Linked DNA regions of Zea mays: region 2 is linked to region 1. The links are chromatin contacts, called in public Hi-C maps. All regions are on one chromosome and are shown on one strand. The core of a region is the stretch at or near the end of the contact, and the rest is flanking DNA. Distances in the headings are between cores, read along the strand shown. Region 1 overlaps LOC109943490 (a long non-coding RNA gene). Region 2 holds the start of LOC103643119 (traB domain-containing protein).

Region 1 (4,902 bases), core at 1,426-3,925:
AGGTGTGTGTGGTGCGGGAAAGTGGCACACACACGGAATAAGGTGGTTGCGATGCCCAGCGAGATGGCGCGGCTGCCAGGGGCCCGTGGCAGCCCAAAAACTAGGCCTATCTTCAACAACACATCCACCGACCATCCTAATAACCATGAAATAACCTAGTTATGAGTGGGCAAAAAACCCACGTTTAGCTCAGCGGGGGCACAACTCCCACTCAAATTGGCAGTTGGAAACTAAGACTCCGCTTGTCTTGTCTTAAAACTTCTAATCCTTTACTAATCGAACACTGATATATGTGAACGTGAGTATCAGACAAATATCGACGCGATTAGAACGCACAAGCACATCGAGAAGATATATATATATCTCTACTATATTTAAGTAGGCGGAAGAATTCCACCGTGCGTCGTCTCCGCCCGTGATTGCTATGTCTGATGCCATGTGTGTCCCACGCCTAGCTGTCAGCGCAGCAGAATTGATCGTGGTACGAAGCTAGGCCCACTGCTAGATTTTTTTTGTGGTTGACTACATGCTCCCCTTTTAGAGTGTTCTCTGGAGCCCTCTATTATATTGGGATGATGACCGTCTTTCATATACCAAATCCTTAGTTTTTGTCCAGAGTTCGCCAGGAAATAATATTTCATCTTCAACATAAGTTTTAAGTCGTATTCTACTCGCAAAAGAGATAATTTATGTACATGAGTTAGCTTTACAAATACATACATGTGCAGAACAATATATGTAATTTCAAAAATAACAACCGGCCGGCGCCTAGCTGCGTCCGCTGCCCTGTGGGCCCAGCGCCAGCCCGGCCGCCCGCCCCCACAGCGCACTCTCCACATCAGGGCGCAAAATATATTGCACAACTGAAATTCGAACACACGACTCCCCGTTCCGAACATCTAGCGCCTACCTTCGGATTACACATTCCTTTGAACTTAATAGGGATAAATAATTTAAATATGCATATAATAATATTTAGAAACCGGAGTCCGTACCAAATTGCCTTAGTGTGTATATATATAGCGAGCCATCGTCCCGGCCGTCGTGACGTACGTACCTGCAGCAGAGGTAGATAGATAGTTTCGATCTGTTAATTAGCTTCTATAGTCCGCTGGTGATATGGAGCTCGCCGGCGTCGGCGGCCTCGAGGACGAGGACTGGTACGATGTGGGCACGACGACGGCGCCGGCCGCGACGAAGCCGCCGCCGCTCACCCACGACGACAACCGCGGCTTCCTCCGGATGCTTCGCGAGAAGAAAGAGAGGTGATATATTGCGCCAACAGATGAACTATAGTAACATGCATGCTGCATGCATCGATCAATCTGTTATTATCATATTATTCTAGATATGAGTTGCAAAGTCCGGCCCTGATGAACTGGCTGGCATGGTCGGAGCGCAGGCTGGGCGTGGAGGCGCACAAGGTGGAGGTGCGGTTCGAGAGGCTCGCCGTGGAGGCGGACGTCCGCGTCGGCAGCCGCGCCGTCCCGACGCTGCTCAACTCCGCCGTCAACGCCGCCCAGGTAATAACGACACGACGGACCCCGCCGCCGTCGTCGTCGTCGTGTTTCATCTACGTACGCCGCCGCAGCCGCGATGCACTAGTAGTAGCTGTTCCGTTCGTCGCATTGATTCCTTCCTTGGTTTTCTTTGTGGCTTTGTCTCTCCTCCTTCCTCCTATGGATGGTGCATGCATATAGCATTAGCATTGCTGCTGCAAGCTGCAAGGAGTTTTCTTTTTTCTTTTTTTCCCGAAAAGATCGACTTCTATCTGCCTATTTTTTACATATATGATTTCGTATAATTTCGTTCGTCGGAAAGATAGAAATTAAAAGGGCTGTGGATTTGGTGAGACACGTCGAATGGATTGTCCTCCCATCCTAAACACCTTTGCTCTGATCCGTTTTCCGTTGAGGTGCTTGCGAACGATCCAAGCTGCAGCAACAGGTGCACGCAATAAATACGTCCGTCCGTCCGTGTAGCGTTTTTAGGTTACACCGGAGCTCCGTGCAAGGAGAAACGTGTATCGATCTCGCTAGCAGCCGCGCTTGTACACCGGTTAAACTTTTTAAAACTGGCTAGATTTGATAATATCAATATTTATAGTTCGAAACATGTTTGTTTTTAAAAAAACATATTCCATTATAGATTAATCTACTTATTACGCATCCTAATATCAGTATATTAGAAAAGTTTAACCACTCTAAAAGTCAGATATATGTTCTTTCCAAATAAACAGAGGAAGTAGTTAGCAGAGCATGGTTGGTTCCATCTACTACTGTCGATAAAAAAAAGATCAAATTCTGCAAGTTTGAAACAACAAATACTAGTACGACGTACGTTGGACCATATTAAAACAACACTTGCATCATTCAGAGTTATGGCACTATGCATGGATCTTATAGTATTTCCTGAGATTTAGGACGTTGAAAGAAGCAATTAGAGTAATGTATAGTGGATTGCTGGCGGATCTTTGTAGTTAGCTTTCTATTATTAATTTATGATCAACTTGTGACTAAACTGGCTATAGCAGTATAGCCTGCTTTTCTTCTCTCTCTCCTCAGTCTTGCCAAGCTTCGAGTTCCTCATTTACTCGTGGTAGGAAGCAGCGCAGACCATGACGTTGACGAGACCGCCTTTAATGTGGGCCTGTCCGATCCCCCAGCCTGCCGCATCATCAGTAGTGCTTCTTGGCGTCCCCCTGCGCGCTGGGAGTGAACCAAGAGAACCCAACACGTCTGCTAGATTCCTCATGATTAATGAGGCTCATCTTGTGCCCAAATAGATAGTGGGACATTGATGCATCAGCAGGTTCTATGCTGTAAGAAAAACATAAATAAAAATTACAAAATCACGACTGTAAGCGGGTTTGTAAATCTGCAGACAACCTTAGGCCAGTTCGAATTGAACACATGGAGTTCAGTCCAGAATCGAAAGGATACCGCGCCTCGTTACGGTTACGCTGCTGCGTGCTTTAGCGAGAGCTAAAATACAAGTGTATGGCATGCATGTGTTTGTTTTACAATGCAAAGTTGGTAGGTCATATTCGGGGAAAAAGAGAGAGAGAGAGAGAGAGATTTCTGATGATGAGTTTATTTTGCTTTCAGGAATTAGCGACGTCTGTCCATATGTGTGTTACCAGGAAAAGACCTATGAGAATCATAAACGAAGTAAGCGGGGTCATCCGGCCGTCAAGGTACATGTCTCCTCATGCGCACAGACTTGGATCCCAGCATCCTGTTGTATGTCAAACATAAGCGCTTGATCAGATTTAGCGGAAAAGTTAATAAAAATGCATGCGTATGAATTTTATAGTCTGTTATTAGCCAACAGTTTGACTTAGGATAAACTTAGGTCCCTCATATTTCAGGACGAAGGGAGTAATTCGTTAAGATATATACTGAATTTTATATCCCATTCTGTCAGGATGACGCTCCTTCTGGGAGCGCCTGGATCAGGCAAGACGACTCTTCTAAAAGCGTTGGCAGGAAAACTGGATTCTTCTTTGAAGGTACACTGAGTTGCTTTCATGCTAACCAAAGTATTTGTCAACATAAAAAGAGGCAAAAAAAAACAGACAATACTGTGAAGCATCAACTAACATAAATATATGTTGCCAATGACTGTGAACAGTTCAAGGGAAAAGTCATGTACAATGGAGAAGAAATGAATCACTCAACACCGCAGTACCTGCGTGCTTATGTTAGCCAGTATGATCTCCATCATGCTGAGATGACAGTGAGGGAGACAATCAACTTCTCTTCTAAGATGTTCGGAACCAATAACGAATTCGGTAAGACATACTCTTGCATATAGTGAGCTTTCCATTTTGAAGGTCATTGGAATGTGCTGCAATTTATGACAAGGCAAACACGTTAAAACTCAAGAAGAAAGTATCTACATGATACTCCAGATAAATCAAATTTTCCATGGCAACTATACTGACACAAATTTCCTGTTTGTACGGAATGACAAATCCAGAGATGCTAGGAGAAGCAATAAGAAGAAAAAAGGGTGTCATCAATAAAGTGGACCAAGATCTTGATTCGTTCATTAAGGTAGCTCTTCTTTACTAAGATTTTTGAAAGACCGGATTATGTTTTGTTTGGTTACTCAAATAGCTCGTCTCTCAGGCCACCACCTTTGGAGAAGGAAGCAACCTCACAACAAACTACATTATCAAGGTAATTTAGTTACTTGTTTGATTTGCTGTATACCTTGATGATACAATAGTAACAGTTGATTGTATGCAGATACTTGGCCTGTCTGAGTGTGCTGATACCCTAGTAGGAGACGAGATGAGGAGAGGAATATCTGGAGGGCAAAAGAAAAGAGCCACAATTGGTAAGCATTCCTATCATGGCTGATTGTAAAATACATAGCTATAGGATTTATTTAGCTGCCACTGGAAGCACACACTTCAATCTGAAACAAAGCCACATTAACTGACATTCCACCACCTCAAGAACGCAAAAGGTTCTTACCAGGGCAGGAATCTTCATGATAACGAATAATGAGTAGCTCTAAAATTGAATGCTTAACTAACCAGAATATTAGAATAAGGAACAGAGTAAAGATATAGTTAACTGGAACCTAACCTAAGTTGGCATACATTAACGTGATGTTGTTTAATGCAGGGGAGATGCTGGTTGGTCTAGCAAGGTGCTTCTTTATGGATGATATATCAACAGGTCTAGATAGCTCCACGACATTTGAGATCATGAAGTTTCTCCAACAGATGGCCCATTTGATGGATCTCACAATGGTTATTTCCTTGCTGCAACCACCTCCTGAGACATTGGAATTATTTGACGACATTATACTTTTATGTGAGGGGCAAATTGTGTATCATGGTCCTCGAGAAAATGCTACGGACTTCTTTGAAAGTATGGGATTCAAATG
Region 2 (4,902 bases), core at 1,445-3,944, 290 kb after region 1:
GCGCGCGGACCGTCCGCCCCTGTGCAGAGGGCACCGCCGCCGGTTCTTCTTGAGTGATTGGCGCTCCGAAAAAGCGTCAACATACTTTTGGCGACTCCGCTGGGGACTAGGTGTCTAGATCTGCTAAAAATCGGCCCATAAATGGCCGGTTCTAAGGATCACACCAAGATCTCCACTACCAACATCATCAAGCCGGCCATGGAGGCGCTCCCGGCTGATGACCAAAGGCCCTTTGAAGACCTCGTAATGCGCGATGAGAAGGAGGTGATGCGGCAATGGAACGAACAACGCGACAAGGAAGAGGCGGGACTGCTGCATAAACTCTCCGAACGACGCAAGGAGGCGGCGGACAAGTACTTGTCACACTTCACGGTGGATCGCCACCAGAAGATCGTCCGTCAAGGGGAGATCGATATGGAATCTCTCCTACCTCCACTGCAGGGTCCCGCTGTAAGTACTCCAGATCTATCTCTTACGACTTTCATGGATCAACGAGGAGATCAGTTAAAGCAATATGTAGATGAATCTATTAAAATACATTTACGTGCATACGAGAAATCAGCTGCTCCTAATTTTCCATCGCGAGAGTCTAATACAGTGCCACCCACGTCAAACACATTGGCTATAAACGGGTCACCTTTGACCCAGCCATCATATGGTATGCCGATGCACGCTTTCGTGCCACCATCACAGCCGCAACCACTAGTCACGCGGCAGGTACTGGACGCGACCGGACCGTCCGAGCATCATCTCAGACAGTCCGGTTATACCGCGGACCGTCCGGCGTATTTCGCCGGACCGTCCGACCAGATGCAGGCCCGCACACAAAACACTCAGGTCGCACCGTACATGGCCGGACCATCAGGATACAACCCTGAACACTTCGGCCCCATCACGGACCGTCCGGTGCATCACGCCGGACCGTCCGGATATGTTGCGGACCGTCCACCATCTTACGCCGGACCGTCCGAATATGGCATGAACCGGCCGACGTATTACGCTGGACCATCCGACTCTACACGAGTCCATGCGCAGACTGCCCAAGTCACGCCATATATGGCCGATCCATCCGGGCACAGCCCTGGACCATTCGGCCCGATCGCAGACCGTCCAGTTCTTTACGACAGACGGTCTGGGTACGAGACTACCCACGTAGCACCATATACGGCTGGACAATCCGGATATACCTTCAGACCATTTGGCCAGGTCGCGGACCATTCGGCCTCTTACGCCGGACCGTCCGGATATGCATACGCAGAGCCGAGAGCTGCGCAATACGCACAGTTCCCACATTCATCGCAGCAACATTATGGTGCCCCACCAGCAACACATTATAATCATGCCATACCACCTCATGGACATAGGGCTGAATACTATTCGGCCACAAGAGAGCCTGAGGGGTATATGGCAGGAGCTGGTGACATTAATAGGACACCTAACACACACCTCAAACATACCTGGGAGGAAAGCCGACAGAGTAATGTCAGGCAACCTGAAATCTCCACCCACAAACTTAATGGATGGTCGCCAGACATGGCAGAGAGGGTCAGAGACGAGGTAGCCGGGATGTTCAGGGACAAACTCGGTGTTAGTGTGTCAGGTACAGGGCAATCGTATCGGAAGCCTTATAGCCACCGATTCGACACCGTGCCATACCCACAGGGAACTAGAATACCAGACTTCTCTAAGTTTTCTGGTGAAAGTGGGAAAAGCACACACGAACATATAAGCCAATTCATAGCACACTTGGGAGAATTGGCTGATGGGGAAGCCTACCGCGTTCGTTTATTCTCGTTGTCCCTTACTGATACTGCATTTGCATGGTACGCAGCTTTGCCACCAAACTCTATTAACTCTTGGGAAGAATTAGAGCAGAAATTTCATGAACACTTCTTCTCAGGAGAACATGAGTTAGAATTGGCTGACTTAGCTTCAGTCCGACAGGGGTCTGAAGAATCAGTTAATGACTATATCCGGAGATTCCGGGACACTAGAAACCGATGCTTTCAGATTCATGTCGCAGAAAAACAACTGACAGGGCTAGCTTTCAATGGGTTGCGATCCTACTTAAAAGAAAAATTAGACGGCGCCCAATTCTTTTCATTAGTGCACTTACACCAGCGGGCTATGACCTGTGAAAGCCGAAGTAAGGAAACATCAAAATCGGCTAGCCATAAGATGCATTTAGTGGGATACGATAATTCGGACGATGAATCCACGGATGTATACACCGCCGAACTGGTTTGGCCAGGACAGGCTAAACCTTCAGCGTGTTCTGCTTTACAGTCAATTCGAAAGAATCGACAAGAGGAAGTTAAGTTTACTTTTAATGTTGCCAAATGCGATAAAATATTTGACGAGTTACTGAAAAACGACAACATTAAATTAACTCATACTATTCCTCCTCCTGATGAATTAAAGAGGCGTGCTTATTGTAAGTGGCATAATTCCTTTTCTCATGCCACCAATGATTGTAATGTTTTTCGTCGACAGATACAATCGGCCATAAATGAGGGTCGATTGGCTTTTCAGGAGATGCAAGTAGACACACAACCCTTTCCTGTTAATACAATAGAACTCACATGCAAAAAGGTCTTCTTCCGGAATTACCATGTATGCAAAAAGTTTTGCAACACACGGCCCATGTATGTACGGCCCATATCAATGGAATTAGCAGAAAGAATCACCGCACGCGAGCGTGACTGCCGCCGATCGCGGTTCCATATCCCATTCATATCCTCCCCGCGGCGCGCGGCCGCGCCAGCACCACCCAGCAACCAGATGCGCAGCCGACCCGCCAGTATGGCAGCGGGGCCCACCCCATCCGCCGCGGCGGCGTCGTTGCGGCCGCCGCCGCCGTGTTTCGACTACCGGGCGGCCGTGCTCGCCGACACGCGCGCCGCCGCCGCAGGGAACCCTGCGCTGGCGGGGCTGATCGAGTCCGGTGCGCTCGTGCGCGTCCCGCGGCGGCGGTTCGGCCCGGTCCCGGCGTGGCGCCCGCCAGACTTCGTGGAGCCTGAGGATGTGTGGATCCTCGGCACCTCGCACCTCTCCCGGGACTCCGTCGCCGACGTGGAGCGCGTCCTCCGCGCCGTCCAACCCGACAATGTCGTCGTCGAGCTCTGCCGGAGCAGGCAAGGCCACGCCTTCCCTTAAACTTTAAGCCGCTTAAAGAAGTGTCGTCGATCTTCTTCCGGGGGCGGGGCTAACTGACGCCGTTGCAGAGCCCTCACTTCAGAGCTGGAATCATGTACGCGTCCAGTGATTCTTCCGACGAGCCGCTTTTGAAGTCCAACATGTTCTCTCTCGGTGGCTCCAAGTTCTTCGGCGCAGTCAGTAGAAGCATCAACCTGGGTGAGAGCAACCGACCCTTGCCTCGTGTTTACCATTTCCCATCAGAACTCACGGAGACCTGCTGATCTTGTTGGTTTCTTTGGGCTGGCACAGGTGGGCAGAGCGCTCTTGCTCTGCGTCTGCTCCTCGCTGTTTTTTCGTCTAAAATTGCTTCCAGTGCGAACCGGCCGTTTGGAGAAGAGGTATTTGCTAATAACCTGACACGTAAGTTTTCTTCAGACATTGTGATAACTTAGCAACTGAATTCTACTACCGTATACTGTATTTTGGTAGTTCCGGGCAGCTAGGAGGGTGTCTGAAGATATTGGAGCTCAGCTTGTTCTTGGGGATCGCCCCATTGAAATAACTGTATGTGGCTTATTATCTACACAATGGTTTTCTTCAATTGCAGATTTGTGCACTGAACTTGCATTGCTAACTCTGTAAAGTACTCTACTCCCTCCGTTCCAAATCATATGGCATTTTGACTTTTCTAGATACGTTACTTTTATTATCTATCTAGACATACTGTGTATCTAAATACATAGCAAAAGCTACGAGTCTAGAAAAACAAAATATCTTATAATTGGAAATGGGGAGTACAACTGATAAAATAGCTGAAGCTCATGTCAGATTGTTCATTCAGCTTGAACGAGCATGGAAATCCCTTACATGGGATCAAAAGGCAAAGCTACTAATCTCACTGTTCCGCGGAATTACTTCTAAGACTCACACGCCGGTGAGTACCTGTATTCATTTTGTCAGTCCTCAGTTGTAATTGCCCGAAAGAAAATGCTGACAGGTCTTTTTAGTACAAGGATGTATCATGAACCAAATGCCGGAGAAACCATTTTTTACTGCCGTTGTCTGCTGACATCCTTGTTCGATTACCATTGTAGCAGGATGAGAAAGCCGCCGTCAGCCCATACGAGTTGTACGAGAAACTGAGCACATCTTACCCTGCACTGTTGCAGCCTCTCATACATGAGCGCGACATGGTACGAGCATGGTTCCGAACAGTTACCTACATCAGGCTCTGGACGATACTTCAATCTCCAATGTTTCTAGTGACTCAGTTGAACTCGCTGGATGCTTTATTGCAGTTCCTCGCATGGTCGCTGAAGAGGAGCAAGGCTGTGAACAAGAGCAGAACTGTCGTCGGAGTTGTAGGGAAGGGGCACATCAATGGCATCGTGTACGCGCTGATCTCTGACCAGGGGGATCTGAGGTTCCGAGACCTTGTTGGTAGAGCATCATCTGATACATGGGTCAGCTCACTCGTCAAGGGCCTGGTAAGGGACACTGTAATTGGTCTGGTCCTTTGGGCTCTGTATGAACAGCTGCAGGCTGTGCTGTAGAGTAGATGGTTCAGACTTCCACAAGGCACACAAACTCGGTACTGTTCTCAACTTCTTACAAGCTGAAACAGTGGAACTGAAATCCGATACCAGCGGAAATCTAAAACTTGTTCGAAGTGCCTGTACATGAACTTGATACTGTCCCTGTTCTTCACAAGGTTGATTACTTGATTAAAGTACCTGTACATGAACTGTCAACTGCTGTTTTATC

The links. A called contact is a pair of places that touch in the nucleus more often than the background predicts.
Region 2: a Hi-C map of endosperm shows a contact between it and region 1, with 2.9 times the contacts expected there. The contact joins the promoter of LOC103643119 here to the enhancer-like site in region 1. A contact is called at or near these places in 9 of 25 Hi-C or Micro-C datasets (bundle sheath, ear, endosperm and 3 more).

What each region holds. Positions count from the first base shown.
Region 1 is chr1:201,431,471-201,436,372 of Zm-B73-REFERENCE-NAM-5.0, forward strand. It overlaps LOC109943490 (a long non-coding RNA gene), which reads right to left. Exons shown (of 6, transcript XR_004855452.1): 4 at 4,218-4,902; 5 at 3,691-3,849; 6 at 2,379-3,237. Among protein-coding and RNA genes, the nearest start is that of LOC109943490, 7.4 kb to the right of the region's middle. Within about 2 kb of position 2,676, at least 13 of the 20 cell types and tissues checked have an H3K27ac peak or open chromatin away from gene starts, as enhancers often do. A contact at or near this core is called in ear, endosperm and tassel, where this site is marked.
Region 2 is chr1:201,718,660-201,723,561 of Zm-B73-REFERENCE-NAM-5.0, forward strand. It overlaps LOC103643119 (traB domain-containing protein), which reads left to right and starts at 2,695. Exons shown (of 7, transcript XM_008666274.4): 1 at 2,695-3,134; 2 at 3,239-3,354; 3 at 3,448-3,536; 4 at 3,628-3,702; 5 at 3,980-4,072; 6 at 4,233-4,331; 7 at 4,437-4,902. The coding sequence starts at 2,782. The coding sequence ends at 4,691.